Regions from separate parts of the Zea mays genome. Here region 1 is linked to region 2. The links are chromatin contacts, called in public Hi-C maps. All regions are on one chromosome and are shown on one strand. The core of a region is the stretch at or near the end of the contact, and the rest is flanking DNA. Distances in the headings are between cores, read along the strand shown. Region 1 holds the start of LOC100279279. Region 2 holds the start of LOC100381578 (Pentatricopeptide repeat-containing protein mitochondrial).

The links. Hi-C and Micro-C count contacts between places; a contact is called where the count stands out from the background.
Region 1: a contact with region 2 is called in a Hi-C map of ear, with 2.8 times the contacts expected there. The contact joins the promoter of LOC100279279 here to the promoter of LOC100381578 in region 2. A contact is called at or near these places in 9 of 25 Hi-C or Micro-C datasets (ear, endosperm, leaf and 2 more).

The regions. Positions count from the first base shown.
Region 1 is chr2:7,350,807-7,356,699 of Zm-B73-REFERENCE-NAM-5.0, reverse strand. LOC100279279 reads left to right here and starts at 1,474. Exons shown (of 6, transcript NM_001152300.2): 1 at 1,474-2,955; 2 at 3,067-3,218; 3 at 3,534-3,750; 4 at 3,881-4,112; 5 at 4,211-4,346; 6 at 4,459-5,036. The coding sequence starts at 1,494. The coding sequence ends at 4,761.
Region 2 is chr2:7,143,644-7,150,295 of Zm-B73-REFERENCE-NAM-5.0, reverse strand. LOC100381578 (Pentatricopeptide repeat-containing protein mitochondrial) reads left to right here and starts at 1,483. Exons shown (of 1, transcript NM_001174402.1): 1 at 1,483-3,632. The coding sequence starts at 1,557. The coding sequence ends at 3,479. LOC100280530 reads right to left here and starts at 546. Exons shown (of 1, transcript NM_001153449.3): 1 at 1-546. The coding sequence starts at 437. The coding sequence ends at 171. LOC541935 reads right to left here. Exons shown (of 2, transcript NM_001111598.2): 2 at 6,035-6,343.

The DNA of each region.
Region 1 (5,893 bases), core at 225-2,724, 210 kb before region 2:
ACTCGATCAGATTGGAAATTTGAATGCAGTTTGACTTGTGTATCTTTGTAGCCTCGTTCTTAAGGTTGACTAAGCGATCCTGAGAGAAGAATATAGAGTAGTTTAACTATTATGATGTAGTCTATATATCACTCTTCTGTTTGGTGAGGAAAAAAAAAGAGATTTCAATTTACTTCTACAATAATTCAGACTTGATTTGACGGTTGTTTTAATTGTTTAGGGATTTATGTGGCTTGCGGGCTCCACATGTTTTGAACTTTTGAAGTCATGCAATCTTTTATTGAATATTTGAGCTCCTAAATGATTTCAAATAAAATAAAATTCAAGTATAAAGTGTCGTATCTCTCTTAGCACTACAAATTTGGCATAAAGCGTTTCTGTACTCGAGGCCATTTTAAAAAATTTAAAAAAGTGAAATTAATAAGTAGAGAACATGTAGTGAATATTTGGACCTATCAATAAAAGGGTTTTCAACCATAAGGTTATAGATTTCATTGAGGTATATAACTTTGATATAAACTATGTCATCGTCCAGGACTAGTATAGATCAAGTCAAGCTATACAAGTTATTTTATTCGTCCGACTGAAAAAGTGACTTTTCAGTTTAAAAGTAAGAGAGAGACCACCTAAGGGCTTGTTCGGTTATTCCCAATACACATGGATTGGATGGGATTGGAAAAAATTGAGAAGAAGTTTGACTTATTTGGGATTCAAACTCATCCAATCCCACTCAATCCACATGGATTGAGAGCTAACCGAACAGGCCCTAACCAGTGGATCCCACCAGGAAAACTACTCAAGAAACCATTCTAAAATTGTCACAGGGGGTATCTTACCGGTTTTAAAAGTTGAGGGATGAGTTATGTTTGTTGTTTGAAGATGTTTTCGAAATTCAGCGATGAGTTTAATTAGGGGGACGTACAATCAGGACATCACTATATTAACAATCATCGGTGATGGTGAGCTTCTTCGTGGGATATGTCACCACGTCTCCCAAAAACAACTTGAAATTAAATATGAGAAGCAAGAAAGCCCAACCACGGAAGTTGACTTTCATCCATTCATCCTATTTTTCCCAATCACTGATCTAGTTTATGTTATTTGAACGGGCGTGTAGCATAGAAATGCAGAATATAACACAAACAGGTTGCCTACAAAGACCTGCAAGTAGTCCGGCAGTGAAAATGCAAGTGGCATTTATGAATTGTAATTGTAATATCCAAAGATCTAGGGTCTTCTCCTCTTACACAATACGCTAGAAATCAAACTTGACAAGGTCAAACTTTGACCTAGCTGATGTCTTCCGAATTGAGCGAAGTGCATGTTACTTTCTGTTCATACGAAATTACAAACATTAACAAAAAAAAATGAAAGAAAAAACATTTGGCCGCTAGGTGGGGCTTTAATCTATCCGAGATGGTGATGCTTCGAAGTCTCCTCTCTTATCAGCGCCTGGAGGCGTGCAAGGGCTAAACCCAGAATCCCCAATCATCATGGATACAATATTCGTCCACCTTCTCCTCCTCTCGTTTATGATACTTCGTCCCATAGCCATCGCCGCCGACGTACCTGAGTCCGACACGCTCGGCAAGGGCCGCAACATCACCGACGGCGAGACGCTCGTCTCAGCCGACGGGACGTTCACCTTGGGATTCTTCTCTCCCGGGGCGTCGACCAAGAGATACCTCGGCATCTGGTTCTCGGCGTCCAGTGTCGCCGTCTGCTGGGTGGCGAACGGTGGCCGCCCTGTGAATGGCAACTCCGGCGTGCTGGTCGTCAGAGACACGGGAAGCCTTCTGCTTCTAGACGGCTCTGGCCAGACCATATGGTCGTCGAACTCCACCAGCTCATCGTCATCAGCGGAGGCGCAGCTCCTCAACTCCGGCAACCTCGTCGTCCGCGACGGAGGCAGCAGCAGCAGCAGCGACGCCATCCTGTGGCAATCGTTCGATCACCCGTCGAACACCCTGCTGTCCGGCATGAAGCTGGGCAAGAACAAGTGGACCGGCGCCGAGTGGTACCTCACGTCGTGGCGCTCGGCCGACGACCCGTCGCCGGGGGCCTACCGCCGCGCGCTGGACACCAGCGGGCTGCCCGAGCTTGTGGTGTGGGAGGGCAACGTCAGGACCTACCGCACCGGCCCGTGGAACGGCCGGTGGTTCAGCGGCGTCCCGGAGGTGTCGGCGTACAGGAACTTGATCTGGTACCAGGTGACGACAAGCCCAGCGGAGGTATCCTACGGCTACACCTCCAACCCCGGTGCCGCATTGACCCGTGTCGTGCTGACCGACGCCGGCGTGGCCAAGCGCCTGGTGTGGGACGCGGGCGCCCGGACGTGGCAGACCTTCTTCCAGGGCCCCAGGGACGTCTGCGACGCCTACGGCAAGTGCGGGGCGTTCGGGCTGTGCGACGCCGGCGCGGCGTCGACGTGGTTCTGCACCTGCCTCACGGGGTTCAGCCCGGCGTCGCCGCCCGCGTGGTCCTTGAGGGACACCTCAGGCGGATGCAAGCGGAACGTGAAGCTGGACTGTGCCAATAACGGGAGTGGGACGACGACGACGACAGACGGTTTCCTGTTGGTCCGCGGAGTGAAGCTACCGGACACACACAACGCGACGGTGGACATGAGCATCACGGTGGAGGACTGCGCGGCGAGGTGCCTCGCCAACTGCTCGTGCTTGGCCTACGCCGCCGCAGATATCCGCGGCGGCGACGTCCGTAGCGGCTGCGTGATGTGGACGGATGACATCGTCGACCTCCGATACGTGGACAAAGGGCAAGATCTCTACCTGAGGCTGGCCAGGTCCGAGCTGCCGGCGGCGGCGGGGCCCTCGCCGCAACGGCCGTTTCGTACCGCACCAGTTGTTGGTGCTTCCGCAGCTGCCGTCGCCGTGGTTCTTATTGTTCTGTCGGTCGTGCTTGTGATTAGGCGGCGCCGGCGACCAATAATCCCAGGTAAAATTACTGACCCAATTTTCTGTTCTTCCCCACTTCACTTCGAGCATTTCAGGTTGCCAACAGCGGGCAACACACCATGCATGCTAACGCCTGTGCTGAGTTTTCCAGCTGCTCAGAGTGCCTCTCCGAGTGTCCCTTCTACTGAACTGCGCAGACCTCCGTCAGTCCCTTCTGTTGACCTGTCTAGTTTGAGGAGGGCTACAAATGATTTCTCTGCAGACAATGTCATTGGGCGTGGAGGATTCAGCACCGTATTTGAGGTTCGTGTTAGTATATTTCATCAAACGCTATGATGGCATAGTTCGTCTATCTCAAAATAAATGAACTTCTCGCTATGTATCTTGACAAGTAGAATACTCCCGATAGTTGGTATACTAATATGGTCGTTGCTCACGTAACAAAGATGAGTAATCAAAGCATCAGCTTTCATCTTGAAGGACGGAACTCCAAAAAAAAATTCATCTTTGACTAAATGTAGGCGTATCTCATAATCACATCATACCTGCTTTTGCGCTGGAAGTAGTGTATTTACCGTTGGACGTGCGCAACTAATAACATAACTGTGCAATTACCAGGGCAATTTAGCTGATGGTACCAAGGTTGCCGTGAAGAGGCTCACACAATCTTACCTTACCGATGGAGGTGGTGAGACTTTCATGAGAGAAGTGGAAGTGATGTCAGAGCTCAAGCACGAGAACCTCGCTCGTCTCCTTGCTTACTGCAAGGACGGAAATGAGCGGATACTGGTCTACGAGTACATGGAGAACAGGAGCTTGAACCTATGCATATTCGGTACTTGCTTTAGATTTATAATAATAATAATAACGCGCAGATTATTGACATCTGTACAGATGAGATGATCCCATAATATATGTTCTTCTGCTACTTCAGAGCTCTCACTTGTTCTCTGTGTGACTGACAGCAAGAGACGCCAACCAACGCGCTGTGTTGAACTGGGAGCGGAGGCTGGAGATCATCGTAGGAGTCGCCAGAGGCGTTGCTTATCTGCACGGACTAAGCAAGGTGGTGATACACAGGGATCTGAAACCGTCCAACGTGCTCTTGGACGGAAACTGGAGAGCAAAAATTGCAGATTTTGGCACCGCCAAAGTGTTCGTCGATGGCCAGACGAATCCGACACTGGTACAGACAGAGTATGGCTGAAACCCTGACCTCCTCGTCAACTTTCTGAACTGTGTTTTTTTTGGGGGGTTAGATTAAGAACTTGCTGAACTGATTATACTGCCAAAAGGGGATACAGGGCTCCAGAGTACACGGCGCGAGGGCCGAGCCTGACGCTGAAGTGCGACGTGTATAGCTTTGGAGTCGTCCTGATCGAGATCGTCAGTGGCCAAAGGAACAGCAGCAACCAGACGCTCGTTTCCGATGTGAGCAAACAGCTATACTCCACCGGCCGGGAGTTTGTGCAAGAAGCTAGAGCTAGGTGACCCCCTTTTGTCCATGAATTGAAGCGCACTATTTTCGCTGCATCTTCTGTAGGCACGGGAGTCTTGGAGCCAGAATAAGATCAAGGAGAACCTTCTGGATCCAGCCGTGGGCCAGCCGGGGCCAGAGATCCTCCTTCGGCTGGAGAGGTGCGTGCAGGTCGGCCTTCTCTGCGTGCAGCAGTCGCCAGCTGACAGGCCATCCATGGCTGAAGTAGTCGCGATGCTGACGGTGAACGGCACCAGCAGCTCGCAGATCCGTTCGCACCGCAGTGCCGCTGCCGCTGCCGCCGCCACTCCTCTCGCGACGCAGGACGCGTCGTCTGGAGCACACGGCGACTCCATCTATCTCACGTAGACGGCGAAGCAAAAGCCCACGACGACTCCATCTATCATTCTCACGTAGACGACGACGAAGCACGCGGCGACTCCATTCATCTCGATTTCTGATCTTGGAGTTGGATCTGTCACGGCGGTATTGGTTAGTGGTACACGATTACACGAGCATTGCAGTTGCAGGAAGCAGCAGCAAAAGTATATATACTAGCGAATTCATGTATGTTGCTGGAATATTACCAAAAACTTCATGTTCATGGGAACTTTTACAAAAGAGTAGTGTTGTTGTTGTATAGCAGATCAGGCATCAGCAGTTCTTTCCCTGTTTATTTTTCTCTGTTAGTTAGTTAATCCTGTGCATTATTTGCATTCACATTCATCTAATTTGGTATTATTCATCTAATTTGGTATTGCATGTTTGCTTAACTAATTTTAGCTAATTGTGTGTGAGAACGAGCCATGTTGAAGCTAGAACCGTGTTGCGTTCACGGCCGGTGCGGCCAGAGTGGTCATCGCCATATCGTGCATGAAACATCCTCGACGTTTTAGACGGGCACGACACACTGTGAGCATGCAAGGCGGGAGGGTCGTGAGGCTCAGACCATGTAAACACCAGTATATAAGGAAACAAATAAAACCAAAAAGGTTGTAACTCTGGGCAACGCCATTCTCCTGTGTTCGCGTGTAGATCATAATGAGAGAAAGACAACCTTGTGTCAGAGTTCTTATACTCTAAAGATTCTTGAGCAAGCAGGAATAAAAGGGTGCAACCCCTATCATGTTCTAGAGGAGAACAAGTTGAAACGGAGCAAGGAAGATAAGTCTCCCCTTGTCGATACAACAAAGTATAGGAGTGTGATTGGGAACTTGAGATATATTGTTAACACGGGACAGGCCAGATATTGCGTTTGTAGTAGGTGTCGTGAGCAGATACATGCACGGAGACACCAAGGACGAGCCACTAGGAAGCAGTTAAGCAAATACTTCGGTATATTGCTGGAACTCTAAACTATGGTTGTAGATACACGAGGTCTAGAACCGCTGAAGCCATATTAATTAGGTTTAGTGACAGTGGCTTAGGTAGCAACATAGATGACATGAAAAGTACTAGTGGCTTAGTATTCTTTGTTGGTATGAATTTGGTCACATGGGTG
Region 2 (6,652 bases), core at 234-2,733:
TTTTGAGCCCACAGGCCTGAAACATACAGTGGCAGAACTTTTCATCGTCATCATCATTCATCGTCGTGACCGTATTCCTATTTTACAATCGCAGGAGGCAACCGGCCAGCCAGGTCTGAACTGAACCCAGCACCAGCAATGAACTGAACAGTGAACCCTAGCTAGTCCTCCTAGTTGGGTCCCCAGCAGCTGAGGTACATGACGGTCCTCATCCCCTCCTCCGCGGCGGCCTTGCCCGGCCGCCTCTTCGACTCCGCCGCCGGGGCCAGCTCCTTGTCCCGCTGCGCGGCGAGGCTGCTGCGGACGTTGGCCTTGGCGGTGCGGTGGACGGACCGCAGCGCGTAGTTCCAGCGGCAGAGGCCACCCTGGTCCTTGAGCGCCTCCACGGCGCCCACGCTCATGGCCACCATCCACGACGCCTTCGCTGCACCCGCCATCTGCGAACGTATCTGTCTCCTTGGGTTGGAGTTGGAGGCTTGGAGCCGAGCTCTGGTTGGTGATCGCTGGACTTGCGAGTGATGAGAGATCGAGTGAGGTGGTTGGTTGTGTTGTGTGTTTGCCTGTTTGGGGTGGAGGTGTGGTGGGCGGGTTGATATATACGGGAGGGAGGACTGCAAACAAGCGGCCGCGGGCGCTGGTTTTCCTGGATACCGGGGGCTCTCCTTCCGCACATCGGTTTCGTCGCCTGTGTCTTGCGGCAGAAACGGCTGGACTTCCGCGTCGCGGACAGAAACGAGCAAAAGCTTCTCAACGAAGCACTGAAGCAGAGCAATCAAATTTTACCTGTGTCATCAGGGATGAAAACGGTCTGAAACGGTATTTATTCGATAATCAGTTTTTTAGTCGTTTTTCTTTGATTGCGAATAAATAGAATATAGAATCTACAATACAAATTTGTATTCATGTTTTTAACATCCAGCTTGTAAAGATTCATAAAAGATAAACCTTAAATTCATCTTATATTTTCTTAAATAATAGATATAAACTTCGGTATGGATTCGGAAACAAATTCGATAATTTTTTCAACTATTTGTGTTGTATGGACCAAATAATACATAAAACAATTTATGTAATATTTTATTCATATTTGTACTAATGTGCTTGATAATATAGGAAAAGATCAACATCAACATTTATACATATCTATTTTAAAATATTAAATTTGTCCTAACAGTTCGGATTACCACTTTCATCCCTCATGCTTGGTTCAAACATGAACAGTCGATGAACACTCCCTAACTTCCATAGCTGCTTTCTGCTTCTGTCATGGACTCATGTGTCGTTTAACAACCGTTGTCATTGCAAAGCAGCGAGTTACCATTGTTAGGTTTATCCAAGTATTTGCAAAACCACCATCGTCATCAGACCTATAATATATATATTATAGATAGAGACGAACTCATAAATTATAAATACAGATGACATAATACCAAAGAAGAGTGAGACCACAGGACAAAGAAGAGTGGAAGGCAGACTGAGAAGCCAATCGCCCAAACCGCCCGGCCGCTCATTTCGTCGAACACCTGTTGCGCGCCACCTCGTCACCGACGCACTCGATGCGTCGCTACTGCCACGTCCCTCGCGGCCGGCGTCCGGCCGCCGCTCCCAACGACCACCAGACGCTCCCGCCGCCGGAGTGGATCGAGCCGTACCCGGACCTCGCGGACCCGAGCCCGTACGCCTCCGCGTCGGCGGCCACGCCCGCGCCGTCGCCGTGGCTGCCCCGCGTGATCTCCCTTGTCCTCCGCTCCCCGCCCGCCGCCCTCGCCGCCGACCTCCGCGCCTTCTGCAGGACCTTCCTCCTCCGCCTCTCCCCGGCCTTCGTCGCCGCCGCGCTCCGCTCCCCGCAGCTCGCCCCGCACCCGCTCCCGTCGCTCCACTTCTTCCGCTCCCTGCCCAACGCCACCGACCTCCGCGCCCACCCGCAGCACCTCCTCAGCTGCTACGTCTCCCTCCTCCACTCCTTCGCGCGCTCCAGGGAGACCGACGCGGCCGGCCAGGCGCGGCAGCTCGTCGCGGAGCTGCGCGCGCACGGGGACGCCGTCCTCAGCCACCTCACGCCGGCGTCGTCGGCCTCGTTGATCCGCAGCCTCGCGGCGTTCGGCCTCTCCGAGGAGCTGCTATGGGCGTGGCAGGCCATGCGCCTCGCCGGCGTCGAGCCGTCCAGGCTCACCTACAACTGCCTGCTGGACGGCCTTGTCAACGCTGACCTCCTCGACACTGCCATCAACGTGTTCGACGCAATGTCCACGGAACATCGAGTGCGTCCCGACGTGGTTTCCTACAACATTCTCATCAAGGGGTACTGCCGCGCGGGGAGGACACAGGATGCAATGGCGCGGCTTGCGGATATGAGGGAACATGCAGAGCTCGCGCCAGACAAGGTGACATACCTCACTCTCATGCAGCGCCACTACAGCGAGGCCACGTTCCCACAATGCATAGCACTGTTCCAAGAGATGGAAGAGAGGGGAATGGGGAAGGAAATACCTCAACATGCCTATGTCCTGGTGATCGGCGCGCTCAGCAAGGACGGGAAACCATTTGAGGCACTGGCTGTGTTTGAGAGGATGTCGAAGCGAGGCTGTCCAGCCAATGCAGCCATGTACACCGCGCTCATTGACTCGATGGGTAAATTCGGGAGGGAGAAAGAGGCAATGGCACTCTTTGAGAGGATGAAGGCCACTGGAATTGAGCTTGATGCGGTCACGTATGGTGTGGTTGTTAATTGCTTGTGCCGGTTTGGCAATTTGGAGGAGGCACTTGCGTGCTTCAGGAGCTGTGTAGAGAAGGGCGTTGCAGTGAATGCCATTTTCTATACAAGCCTGATCGACGGTTTTGGAAAAACTGGGATGGTTGACCAAGCGAAGGAGCTCTTCGAGGAGATGGTTGCTAAAGGATTTGTGCCTGACTCGTATTGCTACAATGTTCTGATCGACGCATTAGTGAAAGCAGGACGGACAGACGATGCGTGTGCTTTCTACAAGAGAATGGAAGACGATGGCTGTGATCAAACAGTCTACACATATACCATTCTCATCGATGGTTTGTTCAAGGAACACAAGAATGAGGAGGCACTGAAGTTCTGGGACAGCATGATTGACAAGGGAATCACCCCAACAGCTGCAGCTTTCAGGGCCCTCTCCAATGGACTCTGCCTTTCTGGTAAATTCAGCCGTGCATGGAGGATATTGGATGAACTGGCTCCAATGGGGGTGATTCCTGAGACGGCTCACGAGGATATGATCAACGTGTTGTGTAAGACTGGCAGATTCAAGCAGGCCTGCAAATTGGCAGATGGCATTGTGCAGAAGGGACGTGAGATACCTGGGAGGGTTCGAACGATGATGATCAATGCTCTAAGGAAAGCGGGAAATACCGATCTGGCATTTAAATTGGTGCATAGTAAGATAGGCATTGGGTATGAAAGATCTGGCAGCGTCAAAAGAAGAGTGAAATTTCAAACACTGTTTGAATGATGATCAATGCACTAGGGAGGAAAGCAGGAAATACCCATCTGGCATTTAAACTGGTGCATAGTAAGATTGGCTTTGGGTATGAAAGATCTGGCGGCATCGACTGAAGAGTGAAATTCGAAACACTAGTTGAATGAGGATCCGATATTCTTTATGAAAGATGGGCTGGGCACATTTGAACTGACTGAACACTGAACCAAAACCGAGGCGAACCGACGGTTCTTTGGATTTTTGTTCGGTGTTGGCTTGGAACTGCATCACCAAAAGTAGGAGAAAATCTCAACCTAAAACTAGTTATTGGGGGGGGAGCTATGAAAACTTTTTTTTTAGATTTTGAAAGACCTCATGTCCAATAGAATGAGAAAATCTCACACCGCAGGCAACCAATTGCCCGGCTCAACCCACAAGGGCATCAACACCGCACCCGCACGACACTCCTATCCCACACCAGCGTCACACGACGCCCTAACCCTATCCACCATATCGGTCGCAGCGATGACGTTGGCGTCAGGTGAAACGACGGTGTCGGCGCGGCGCATCGGGCTCAGATGGCGACGGACCACACGGTAGCGCGGCTCAGCACCAACATATGTCTTCTACTCTTAAGTTCAGACTTCAGCTATCCTCTTTTGGATGATGGCGTATTTCATGTTTTTATTTATAGATAGGGGGGCACTGATGGAACCGTTGCAAATCATGTGAATGAAATGGTAGAGCTTGACGAGGAGACTGGAGGTAAACATCAAGAGGACGAGGAAAACAAGAAAAGGAAAGCAATTTCTTAAGTTCAGATGTTTTGGATCACGTCACCAAGGTAAAAACTACAAATGGGGAGGGAAGAGACAAGTGCAAGTACTATGCGAACTTGTATCGATGTGATACAGACAAATTGTAAGGGCCAACTGGAACCTAGCCAAGAAAATACTAGTGTTGGCACTACTCTATCTACTTGGAAATTTGATTTTGATGACCTTACAATAATGATTGAAGATGAGCAACAATTTGTCTTATCTGAATGCCTTGGCCTTAAATTTCTTTTTGGTCAAAGCATGACCATGGTTTACTTTACTATGTAGAAGAACAACCACTAAAGCTTGTGTCGAAGTTAATGATTCCTAAAAGAAACGCTTAAGATTTTTTTTAAAATATAATGTGGAAGAGTTAGCCTCACAACTGACACATGGACAACTAATACCAATCAAAACTACATATGTGTGTCAGCACAGTTTATTAATAATTATTGAAAGCTCCATAAAAAGATCATTGCTTTTCTTGATATTGAAAAATTACAAGAGAATTGCTTGTTAGCATGGAGAAATGGTACTGTTTTCACAATAACAATAAACAATGCTAGTGCAAACAACAATGCAATAAAACACATGTTGAGAGTCTTGAATGAATCAAATGGTGCCATTGCTAAAGAACAGTACCTACGCAAGAGATGTGTTGCGCACATTGTCAACTTAAGAGTTAGTGAAGGCCTAACGAAAATCAATACATTAGCGGCCTGTATTTGTACTGTTGTTAAGTTTGTCAAGGTGGAACATATAGATTGACATTGCTTAAGAAATATGCTGAATTAGCAAAGGTATAGAGTGAAGCCTTTCTCACCCTAGATGTTTGAAACTATGTGCAACTCTACTTACCTAGTGTTCAGCCCCGGTCCTATGATTTTGAGGGCCACAGGCAAACTAATCATGGTGGGCTCTTTAGACTATATAAAAAAATCTATGATATGCAGCGGAGCATATTAGCACTTCATAGGTAAATGATGATATGCATTCAAATTAGTTTTTAAAATATCTAAGACGCTAAATAATATAAATCGGTACAGATTAGCACTTTACAGGTTAAGAAATAAGAACGATTGTCGCAGGATAACCTGAATTCTTATTGCTCGAGCATGCGTGCCTGGAGGGTGGCACCCATCGCTCTGGAATCCTGGAGGGTTGGATCAGTGAGATGACGAATGACGATCGCGTGGAGGGTATGGTCGTACAGACGCGCGATGACGTGAGCGTGACGACTGGGCAGTGGACAACGCGTACCACATGGTCCGTGTGCGTCGGACGTCCGTGTGCCCAGCCCTACCGGCTTGTTCGCTACCTATACTATTTTACTACTAGCATATAACCCGTGCTAGCTATGTTCCTCAGAAAGGAAGCAGAGGGGTGGACGACGATGGTGGCACGAGGGGAGGGGTTGACGGCAGTGGGGACGTGGGGAGGGGAGGGCTGAAAAATGATCCAAATAATATTCAACGATCGATTTTGATTTTGTGTTAAATATGAGTGCAATTTATTTGGTGGATTTAGTTATGGGTGTGTGGATTATTTAGTTGGATGTGATTTGTAAAATTTAAATTAGTGTATTATATAGTGTTATAGATACTAAATATTGGGCCTTAGCGATCGCCTCCATCGTAAGGGGCCTAGTGTTAGGCCTCCTTTGAAATGCAGAAAACATGAAAAACTTCTCGTCCAATGGCCTAACCATCTTTCTATTCGTTTGTTTTTGAAATAATTAGCATTGATACTCAGAAATCTCGGCACTGGAGTTCTCCGTAATTTGAGTGATCCGACAATAATATTGCGCATTACATTCTGCTGTATAAAACCTGAAGAAATTGTCAGCTCGAATAATCAAATGTAATCTGAGAATCAGCGTTATAACACATGTTTTTACAATAACAATAGATGTCAAGGACATTTGCTTGCCATTCTCACTGATTACAAAGATACGGTCGGACGATTGAGCCAAAGTAAAGTACACAAACAATTACAGTACAATTCGTTTCCCATTCTATTAGAAAAAGCTGCGTATCGGAAGTCCAATGGGCTTGGTGACTCCTCTCTGTAGATATGCTTCTGCAAGATTCAGAAGCAACTTATTAAGTGCACAAACCAGAATTTGAGCTTAAATTGGGCAAATGCAAACCAAAGATTTCTAAATAGAAAATAATTATGATTCCTTGAAACTAGAAAAAATGATACAATAATGCATAGATATATCTGTATCTGTCTATCAGAATTCATATCATATTAGATGATGTTTCTCCAAGGAGGTTTTCCCTGAAGCGGTGACTTGGATTTGGATACATAGTCCATATTGCAGACAGAACCATCACTGAAAGATGAGGCCTGGATTTTGATATTGCCTCAACCAAGCTTTATGAT